3 separate regions of the Mus musculus genome follow, and all the other regions are linked to region 3. A link is a contact called in public HiChIP or PLAC-seq and Micro-C data. All regions are on one chromosome and are shown on one strand. The core of a region is the stretch at or near the end of the contact, and the rest is flanking DNA. Distances in the headings are between cores, read along the strand shown. Region 1 overlaps Gk5 (glycerol kinase 5 (putative)). Region 2 has its middle 52 kb from the start of Gk5. Region 3 holds the start of Gk5 (glycerol kinase 5 (putative)).

What was found. A called contact is a pair of places that touch in the nucleus more often than the background predicts. HiChIP or PLAC-seq counts read pairs in DNA pulled down with a chosen protein or histone mark.
Region 1: an H3K27ac HiChIP or PLAC-seq map of embryonic stem cells shows a contact between it and region 3, with 13 read pairs. The contact joins the enhancer-like site here to the promoter of Gk5 in region 3. A contact is called at or near these places in 1 of 39 promoter capture datasets (the HPC-7 cell line), 3 of 15 datasets of contacts at CTCF or cohesin (the NIH/3T3 cell line, embryonic stem cells and pro-B cells), 10 of 484 Hi-C or Micro-C datasets (the HPC-7 cell line, Sertoli cells, double positive thymocytes and 6 more), 5 of 115 datasets of contacts at active chromatin or transcription factors (the SCID.adh cell line, embryonic fibroblasts, embryonic stem cells and 1 more) and 3 of 9 other capture datasets (adipose tissue, liver and pancreatic islet).
Region 2: a Micro-C map of muscle stem cells shows a contact between it and region 3, with 3 times the contacts expected there. The contact joins the enhancer-like site here to the promoter of Gk5 in region 3. A contact is called at or near these places in 2 of 39 promoter capture datasets (the HPC-7 cell line and macrophages), 1 of 15 datasets of contacts at CTCF or cohesin (the NIH/3T3 cell line), 12 of 484 Hi-C or Micro-C datasets (the HPC-7 cell line, adipose-derived mesenchymal stem cells, cortical neurons and 7 more), 4 of 115 datasets of contacts at active chromatin or transcription factors (embryonic stem cells, intestinal villus epithelium and kidney) and 1 of 9 other capture datasets (adipose tissue).

What each region holds. Positions count from the first base shown.
Region 1 is chr9:96,165,908-96,168,607 of GRCm38.p6, reverse strand. The region is part of intron 11 of Gk5 (glycerol kinase 5 (putative)); the gene reads right to left. Among named protein-coding and RNA genes, the nearest start is that of Tfdp2, 29 kb to the left of the region's middle. Within about 2 kb of position 1,272, at least 23 of the 459 cell types and tissues checked have an H3K27ac peak or open chromatin away from gene starts, as enhancers often do. A contact at or near this core is called in Sertoli cells, embryonic stem cells and trophoblast stem cells, where this site is marked.
Region 2 is chr9:96,066,341-96,069,040 of GRCm38.p6, reverse strand. No RefSeq gene overlaps it. Among named protein-coding and RNA genes, the nearest start is that of Gk5, 52 kb to the left of the region's middle. Within about 2 kb of position 1,295, at least 2 of the 459 cell types and tissues checked have an H3K27ac peak or open chromatin away from gene starts, as enhancers often do. A contact at or near this core is called in muscle stem cells, where this site is marked.
Region 3 is chr9:96,118,008-96,120,707 of GRCm38.p6, reverse strand. Gk5 (glycerol kinase 5 (putative)) reads right to left here and starts at 1,279. Exons shown (of 16, transcript NM_001368879.1): 1 at 1,096-1,279. The coding sequence starts at 1,257.

The sequences.
Region 1 (2,700 bases), core at 23-2,522, 48 kb before region 3:
TTTTAGATTATTCCTTCTGTTTGTCTTGTCCAATTTTTTTTAAAGATTTATTTATTTATTATATGTAAGTACACTGTAGCTGTCTTCAGACACTCCAGAAGAGGGAGTCAGATCTTGTTACGGATGGTTGTGAGCCACCATGTGGTTGCTGGGATTTGAACTCAGGACCTTCGGAAGAGCAGTCGGGTGCTCTTACCCGCTGAGCCACCTCACCAGCCACGTCTTGTCCAATTTTAATATGGAACTTTTGTTTTTATACTTTATTATCTCTTAGAAAACCATTTTCTTTTTTCTTTTCTTTCCTTTTTTTTTCTTTCTTTTTTTTTTTTAAATGTTTTTTTTTTAAAAGACAAGATTTCTCTGTTGTATTCCTACCTGTCCTGGAACTCAATCTGTAGAGGATACTGGCTGGCCTCTGCTTCCCAAAGGCTGGGATTAAAGGTGTGAGCCACCACTGCCCTGCTGAGTGTTTTCTAAGGAGAGAAAGGGGATAGATAGGACAGGAGGAGAGGAGATGGAAAGCGGAAAGGGAGAGGTTTTGGTTCTCAAACCCCGACAAATGGCTGAGGACTCTGGCTGCCAGCCTCCCTCAGTCCATCCCTGTGATAGAGGCCTGGCACCTCAGCACCTGCCGCTCCTACTCTCAACTCTCCAGCCCCTGGTGTCATTGCCCTTCCTCCAGCCATCTTGGCTGCACAGTCTCTACCCCCCCCCCAGGTCTGTGACTCATCTTGCTCTGCCCCCTCTTCTCTTATCTCCTCCTCCCCCTACCTCTCTCATCTCAAGGCCAGGTTCAATCTGGACCCTTTTAGATGCCTCTGGCTGCACTCTTCCATTTATCTACAATAAACCTTCTTAACCCATACCTAGGAGCGCTCATGTCCTCAGTGTTTTCATTCAAGGGGAAACTGTATTCAGGATAGATTACAAGAGAAAAAATATTTTCAAAATTTCAAAGGGAAAAACAGTAGGGAAAACAATGTCAGGTCAAGGGCACATGGAAAAGGCTTCCTTCCTCCCTCCCTCCCTCTCTCCTCTGCCATGCAGACAGAAGGAACGTGTTCAGCAGAGACTAATGCACACTGCATAGCCAGGACACCAGGGCGCAGCCCCTGCCAAACTATCAGGGGGACCCCTGAAAAGCGGCATTCAAGATCATTACCTTGTAATGATCTTTTTCAAAGACTGCCCAAACAAAGAAGATGTGAGCACAGATAAACCAATCACTGAACGACTCTCTAGGCAGAACACTTCCAAGACTGGCCACCAGGTGGCACTACTGAGTGACAGAGCCAAACAGCAGAGCAAAAGCTTGGAAAACAGAAAGGACAATGGAAACAACCCAAGGGCAGTGGGGCGTTTGCCTTCTCAGCCCATCCTAATGGACTGCCTACAAGAACAACTTAAGGGGCAGCTGGGATGGCTCAGTGGTTGAAAGCACTTTTTGCTCTTGTAGGTGACCTGGGTTCAGTTCCCAGATAACATGGCGCTTCCCACTCATTCCGGTTCTAACACCCTCTTCTGACCTCTGTGGGCACAGGCAAAGCATTCGTAAGCAGAAAATAAATAAGACATTAATATAAGAAAGAAAAACTTACAATATCAAAATTCCCCAGAGGATTTAAACAGGAGTCTCATAAATAGCCTAATGTCAGAAACACCTTAAAATTGGTTAATTTTCTTAATCCTTTGCAAGAGAATAGGTATTTATAAAGCCCAAGATACCTCAGACATTAAGATCAGAGAAAAACTTGAAAACAACAAACAGCCACGGTCTGCTTCTCAGACTTAAAACCAAAGGCAGGAGCCTAGCAAAGGAACAGAGGAGGGACAGAGCTGCACTAAGAGCAGTGGCTGCGGCAGGGGGTGGTGACAGGCGCCTTTAATCCCCCAGCACAGGGATATATGCAGATCTTTTTGAATCAGAAGTCAGCCTGACCTACAAAGTGAGTTTCAGGACAGCCACCACTAGACAGAGAAACCCTGTCTTGAAAAATCAACAAACAAACAAAACAAACAAATAAACAAACACCCCACTGGCTGCTTTTCTGGTGGATGCGGGTTCAATTCCCAGCTCCCACATGACAGCTCACAACTGGCTATAATTCCAGCTCAAGGGGATCTGATGCCTTTTTCTGGCTACTGAGGGGCCCAAGTATATGTTGCAAGCATACACATAAAATAAAAATAAATATTTAACAAAAATCCTTTGGGGCTGCAGAGATGGCTCAGTGCTTAAGAGTACTGACTGTTCTTCCAGAGGTCCTGAGTTTAATTCCCAGCAACCACATGGTGGCTCAAAACCATCTGTGATGGGAGGTCTGATGCCCTCTTCTGGTGTGTCTAAAGAGAGCAATGTTTACTCATATACATAAATAAATAAATCTTAAAAAAATCCTTTCTCAATTAAAAAAAAAAGAAAATAGAATATATGAAGACAGCTGACTGAGGACTTTAGAAACAAAAAGTATAATAAAAATATGAACTCATTTGGATTGACTCAAAAGAAATGGAAACAACAGGAGAAACTGGAAAAACTGGAGACAGCATGACAGAAGTTACCCTGAGCACGAGGAAAAGAACTGAAGAAGCAGACAAGAAACAGAGTTCCCGGGTCTATGGGAAAATACGACGGCGGGGTCCTCTTGTTTGAGCCACAGAAGTAGAGTAAAGGTCAGAGAAACCACTCCTTGAAAAATA
Region 2 (2,700 bases), core at 46-2,545, 52 kb after region 3:
GCCACCACCACCCCAGCAACAACATTTTTAAAACAGTAGAGTAGCACTCCATTGTGTAAAGTACCATATTTTGTCTATCCATTCTTCTGTTGAGGGCCATCTAGGTTGTTTCCGGTTTCTGGTTATTATGATTAAAGTCACAATGAACATGGCTGAGCATGTGTGCAGCCTTGTAATAGGATGAAGCAGTCTTCTTCCCAAGAGTAGTATAGTTGGGTCTTAGGTAGATCAATTCCCAGTTCTCTTAGGAACCACCACATTAATTTCCACAGTGACTGTCCTTCTACCAGCAGTGAAGGAGTGTTCCTCTTGTTCCATACTCTGGCCAGTGTGAGCTTCACTTGTGTTATTGATATTAGCCATCTGACCCGTGTAAGATGGAATCTGTGTTGGAGTTCAGGAATCAAATCAAACAAACACTGATCTCAGTTAAGCAAGAATCATTTATTGAATGTACACCCTGATACTGACTCTTCAGGACTGCAAAAAGGACCGGGAAGCCTAGTTGTGGTACTCGCCATCTCTCAGGGTAGGCTTTTTATAGGAAAAATCAGGTTCAAAACTTTAAAGGGCAAGGAGGGGAGCAGCTGGTTTACTAGGCAAAGTCTTATCAGCAAACCTTTAAGTTGGTCCTGAGTAAGGTAAGGGGTGGGGTGGATGAATGGTGAGCAAGGGAATTTCAGAACATCGAGATAACAGAGCATGAGTATTATAATCATAACTTTTGGGCTTATTAGTAGCATTCTTCAGTGTCAGCCACAAAAGCCACAGTGAGCTCCTAGGAAGGTGCAGGAAGGGCTTTCCAGTGGTCAGCGCTGATTCAAGATCTTTTAGACATAATAGTTCATATTGACCTTTGATTTGATGGGTACTATGTAAAGCTTTGTGGAATTTCTTAAGATTATCAAACCTCATCAGAGCATTCAGAATGGGCTGGAGAGAGGGCTCAGTGGTTAAGAGCACTGACTGCTCTTTTTAAAGTCCTGAGTTCAAATCCAAGCAACCACATGGTGGTTCACAACCATCTGTAAAGAGATCTGATGCTCTCTTCTGGTGTGTCTGAAGACAGCTACAGTGTACTTACATATAATAAATAAATAAACCTTTGGACTGGAGAGAGAGAGAGAGAGAGAGAGAGAGAGAGAGAGAGAGAGAGAGAGAGAGAGAGGAGAGGAGAGGAGAGAGAGAGAGAGAGAGAGAGAGAGAGAGAAACATTCAGCAGAGCACACAGAACAAAACAGGAAATATGGTCATCATGCCCTTGAGCTAAGTCACTTCTCGGTGTCAGTGACTACCAGGCATATTACAGAAACAATATGAAACAGCTGGCAGGCATGGAACAGAATGGCTACAGCTGTTCTGGGAGGTGGCGGGTCAGACCACTACAATCTCAAAGTAGTTTTGATTGGCATTTCCCTAAGAATGTTGAACATTTCTTTTAAGTATTTTGGCCTTTTCAGATTCAACTATTGAGAATTCTGTTTATATCTGTAACCCACTTTAAAATTAGATTATTTGTTTTTGTTTTTGTTTTGTTTTGATAGCCAGTTTCTTGAGTTCATTATATATTTTGGATATTAGTCCTATATTGGAAGTGGAGTTTGTAAAAATGTTTTCCCAATCTGTAGGCTGCTGTGTTGTCCTTCTGACAGTGTCCTTTGCCTTGTAGAAGCTTTTCAGTTTCATGGTGTCACATTTATTAATTGTTGATTTTAGTGCCTGTGCTGTGTTCTGTTCAGAAAGTTGTCTCTTGTGCCAACATGTTCAAGGCCATTCCCCACTTTCTTTTCTAGCAGATTCAGTGTATCTGGTTTTATGTTGAGGTCTTTGATCAAATAGGACTTGAGTTTTGTGTGGGGTGATCAATATGGATAGGTGTGAATTCTTCTACATTCAGTTAGATCAACCCCCTTTAAAATGCTGTCTTTTTTTTTTTTTTTTACAGTGTGTATTTCTGGCTCCTTTATCAAAAATCAGGTGTCTAAAGGTGTGTGGATTTATGTCTGTGTCTTCTATTTGATTCCATTGATTATCGTGTCCGTTTTTATGCCAATACCATTCGTCTCTATAGGAAAAGTAAATTCAGCTTAAAGCTATCAGTAAGGAAATAAAAACAAAAAAAGTAGGTTGTTGAAGACAGAAAAAGCAGTGAAAGCAAAAATTCTTTTATTAAAAAAATATCTTTTATATGGCATAGACATGGAATCTCCCTGTCCATCAAAGAAAGACACATGGAAAGCTATGGCTGAAAGGGGTGAAGGTCCTGATCCGAGAATCCCAACCTCAGTAGGGATTGGAAAACAGCAAACTGCAGTGAGTATGGAGAGCTGCAACCCAGTATGTAGTGTAGGGGTGTCTAGGCTGGAAGACAGAAATAAAATATTTAACAAACATTTTGTAGGACACAGAAAGAACGTCCGTGTTTACATAACAATGGGGAGAGCTATGGCTATGAAAACTGTATGGAGTCCATTCCCCAAGGTTATATCAGTGCAAGCCAGTATGAGAGCTGGGTCGATGCTCTGCCTCCAAGTCAGCTAGGTTTCGATTTACTTCATCTAATAGAGTGATTCCTTCAGTCATACTTTAAAAATATTTTATCACTTAAAAAATTTGAAAGACACTATGATTGGCAATGAAGTCTTCCTGATGAGCTCTGAGCCAGGAAGCAGCAGGGCCAGGCCTGGGATTTAGATTCCT
Region 3 (2,700 bases), core at 30-2,529:
TAAAGGTTGGGACAGGGATGGACTGAGTGGGTGGGCAGTGTTCCGACACAGCTGGCCAGAGAGAGAGCGAGCAGCGCAGTTGCTGCAACTCACCTCCTAGCTCAGATCCCTGAAGGGAACGTCTAGTCTATTTCCTCAAAGTAAATTCTTAAGGCAGTCACTACTTAACTTTTACCCTAGTCGATGTAGGATAGCACAGGGAAAAAAGGGGGGAGCCCAGTGCTGTAAGGAAGAAGTTAAATGGCTCTCATATCCCTTCGCTAATATTTTAAACATTAGAAAATGCTAGTATTTAAAGGAGTAAATAAGAACACTACACTCAATCAACTGCATTGACCACTGTATAGAAATTAGCGCTTTATTAAAATGGGGGTTGGCTGTTAACTAGTATCATCTGAGGTTTAAGGCTTTGCTAACAAAGACCAACCAATGCTTTGGCAGGCTTCTCAAGCCAGAAGATACTTTTTAATGAATTCTCAAAGATGGAAAGAAATAAGGATAACAAAGCTTTCAAAATGTGCTCAGTGTCTCCAATATCCATGGAAGTTAAATGTTAATGTGAGGACCTAGCACTTTTACGAACGCAACCAGTAAGGTGGCTTGGCGGTAAAAGTACTTCTGCCAAGCCTGAAGACCTGAGTTCAATCCTAGGGACCGGGCCAACATGGTGGAAGGAGAAAACCGATGCCCAAGAAAGTTGTCCTCTGACTCCTAAATGTGTGCCATATAGCACGCGAGCACACACAGATACACAAATAATAAATGCAACGAATTGTTTAAATAACACAACCGAAAAAAAAAAACCCACAGTTTTATATTCCATCAAAATCTGAAGAGCTAAAAGGCATAAAAGGTCGACGAGGAAGTGCAGAAAAACCACGCAAATCACTAACCACCTTCTGTCCACATATACACAATCTGCCCGCGCTGCCCCGAGAGTCACCTCGGTTCCACCCAGGTAAAGCTAGAGCGCTGAGTCCCGCGGGACAGGAAGCGAGAGACAGACACCGGGCCACGCCGGCCCGAGCCCCCCAGAGGTGCAGGAAGAGCTAGGGTGCAGTCAGATCCCGAGACCCTCCCGCCGCGCCTAGTCACCTTCTGCGCGCTGGAGCCTCGCACTCGCGCCGTCTGGTCATAGACGTGGCAGCGGATCACCGTGCTGCCCACGTCCAGCCCCAGCACGAAGCGGGAGGGCGGCGAGGCCGACGCGCTCAGTTCCTCTCGCTGCCGCTCTGCACGCTCCTGCTGCCCTGACATCGCGACCCCGAACACTGCAGTCGCCACGGGCCGGCCAGCGCGGAGCTATAAACGCCAGACCCCGGGCGGAGAGCTCGCGGCCCCGCCCCTCCTACACCGCGCCCTGTCCCGCCCCTCGACGAGTTAGGCTCCGCCCCTTCACAAGACCCCGCCCCGCCTCGTTCAGCCCCTTCGGGAAGCCTTGCTACCCCACGCTCCGCCCCTAGCACCGTGACGTCAGGGCAGCGCGCCGAGCAGCTCGTGGGAATTTGGCAAAGATGGCGTTTACCGCAGCGCTGTACTGGATGTCACCGTTCAGCGACCGTTACTTTGAAACTTTTTAGTTCCCTTCTAGCCCAGATTACTTTTTTACGAATATCTGTTAGGAAAAATCAAGTGAGATGAAAAAATTTTAAACTTTTTTTCATGTTCACTTAGTTTTTTGCCTGTATTTATGTGTGTGAGCCACATGTGCCTGATGCATGTAGAAGTCAGAAGAGGACCTCCGACGATTGCAAGCTTCCATGTAGGCAATGATAACCAAACCCCGGTCTTCAGCAAGAGCAACTAGTGCTCTTAACCAGTGAGCCATCTTTCCAGTCCGTGGGAAGACATTCAAAAGTATAGGAGGTTCCTCATGAAGTCTTCCCAGAAAAGCTTGCATGTATTACACAACGATGAATAGATGTCCAAGTTTTGTATGGCACTAAAGGGCCTTTGCCGCGACACAAAGTTTAAATTTCGTGAGAATGTTTTGTGGGTAGCTTATCAGCTTAAAGGAATATTTTCTTGTTTATATTACTCTGTTAGCCTACTTGCTTCCCAGAGATTTGCCAAGTTGGATTTGGGTTGTCACTTGAAGCTTGACTGTGAACACCATATTTATTTTTGTTTGTTTGTGGCTTCTCTTAATAGTCTGTCTCTACACAGCAATGCCTATTTGCACCATCTGGCACAGGTCTGCCCTATATCGTTGGTGACCAATTGGTCATGCATGAATGTGTGTGTGTGTGAGAGAGAGAGAAAGAGAGAGAGAGAGAGACTTTCCAGCGTTGTATGCATGACTAATAGTCCTATGCTGTCCGATTCTCTTGAGAAACTGAAACTGTACAAATACCAGAGGGAAGGCAGAGCCAGAACCTGAGAGCCACAACTGAAGTTTGACCTTGTTCCTCAAGGCAATCTCTTACTAGGACCAAAGGCTCCCTAGGATTCTATATGCTCTTGTCGTGAATAGGCACCAAACTCTGGTCCTCATGTTTGACTGGCAAGCACATTACCTACGGAGCTATCTCTCCCAGTTCCTGAGGGAAAGAAACTTTAAAGAATTGGTTGTAGGTCCAGGCAAGCTTAGAAACTTGTAGGGCCTGCTGGCAGCCTGGAAAAGAAGGCACACTTCCATGCTTACAGTTTTGATTTCCTCCTTCCCGAAGCTTGCCTTTGCCCTTTTCCAAAGCTTGCCTG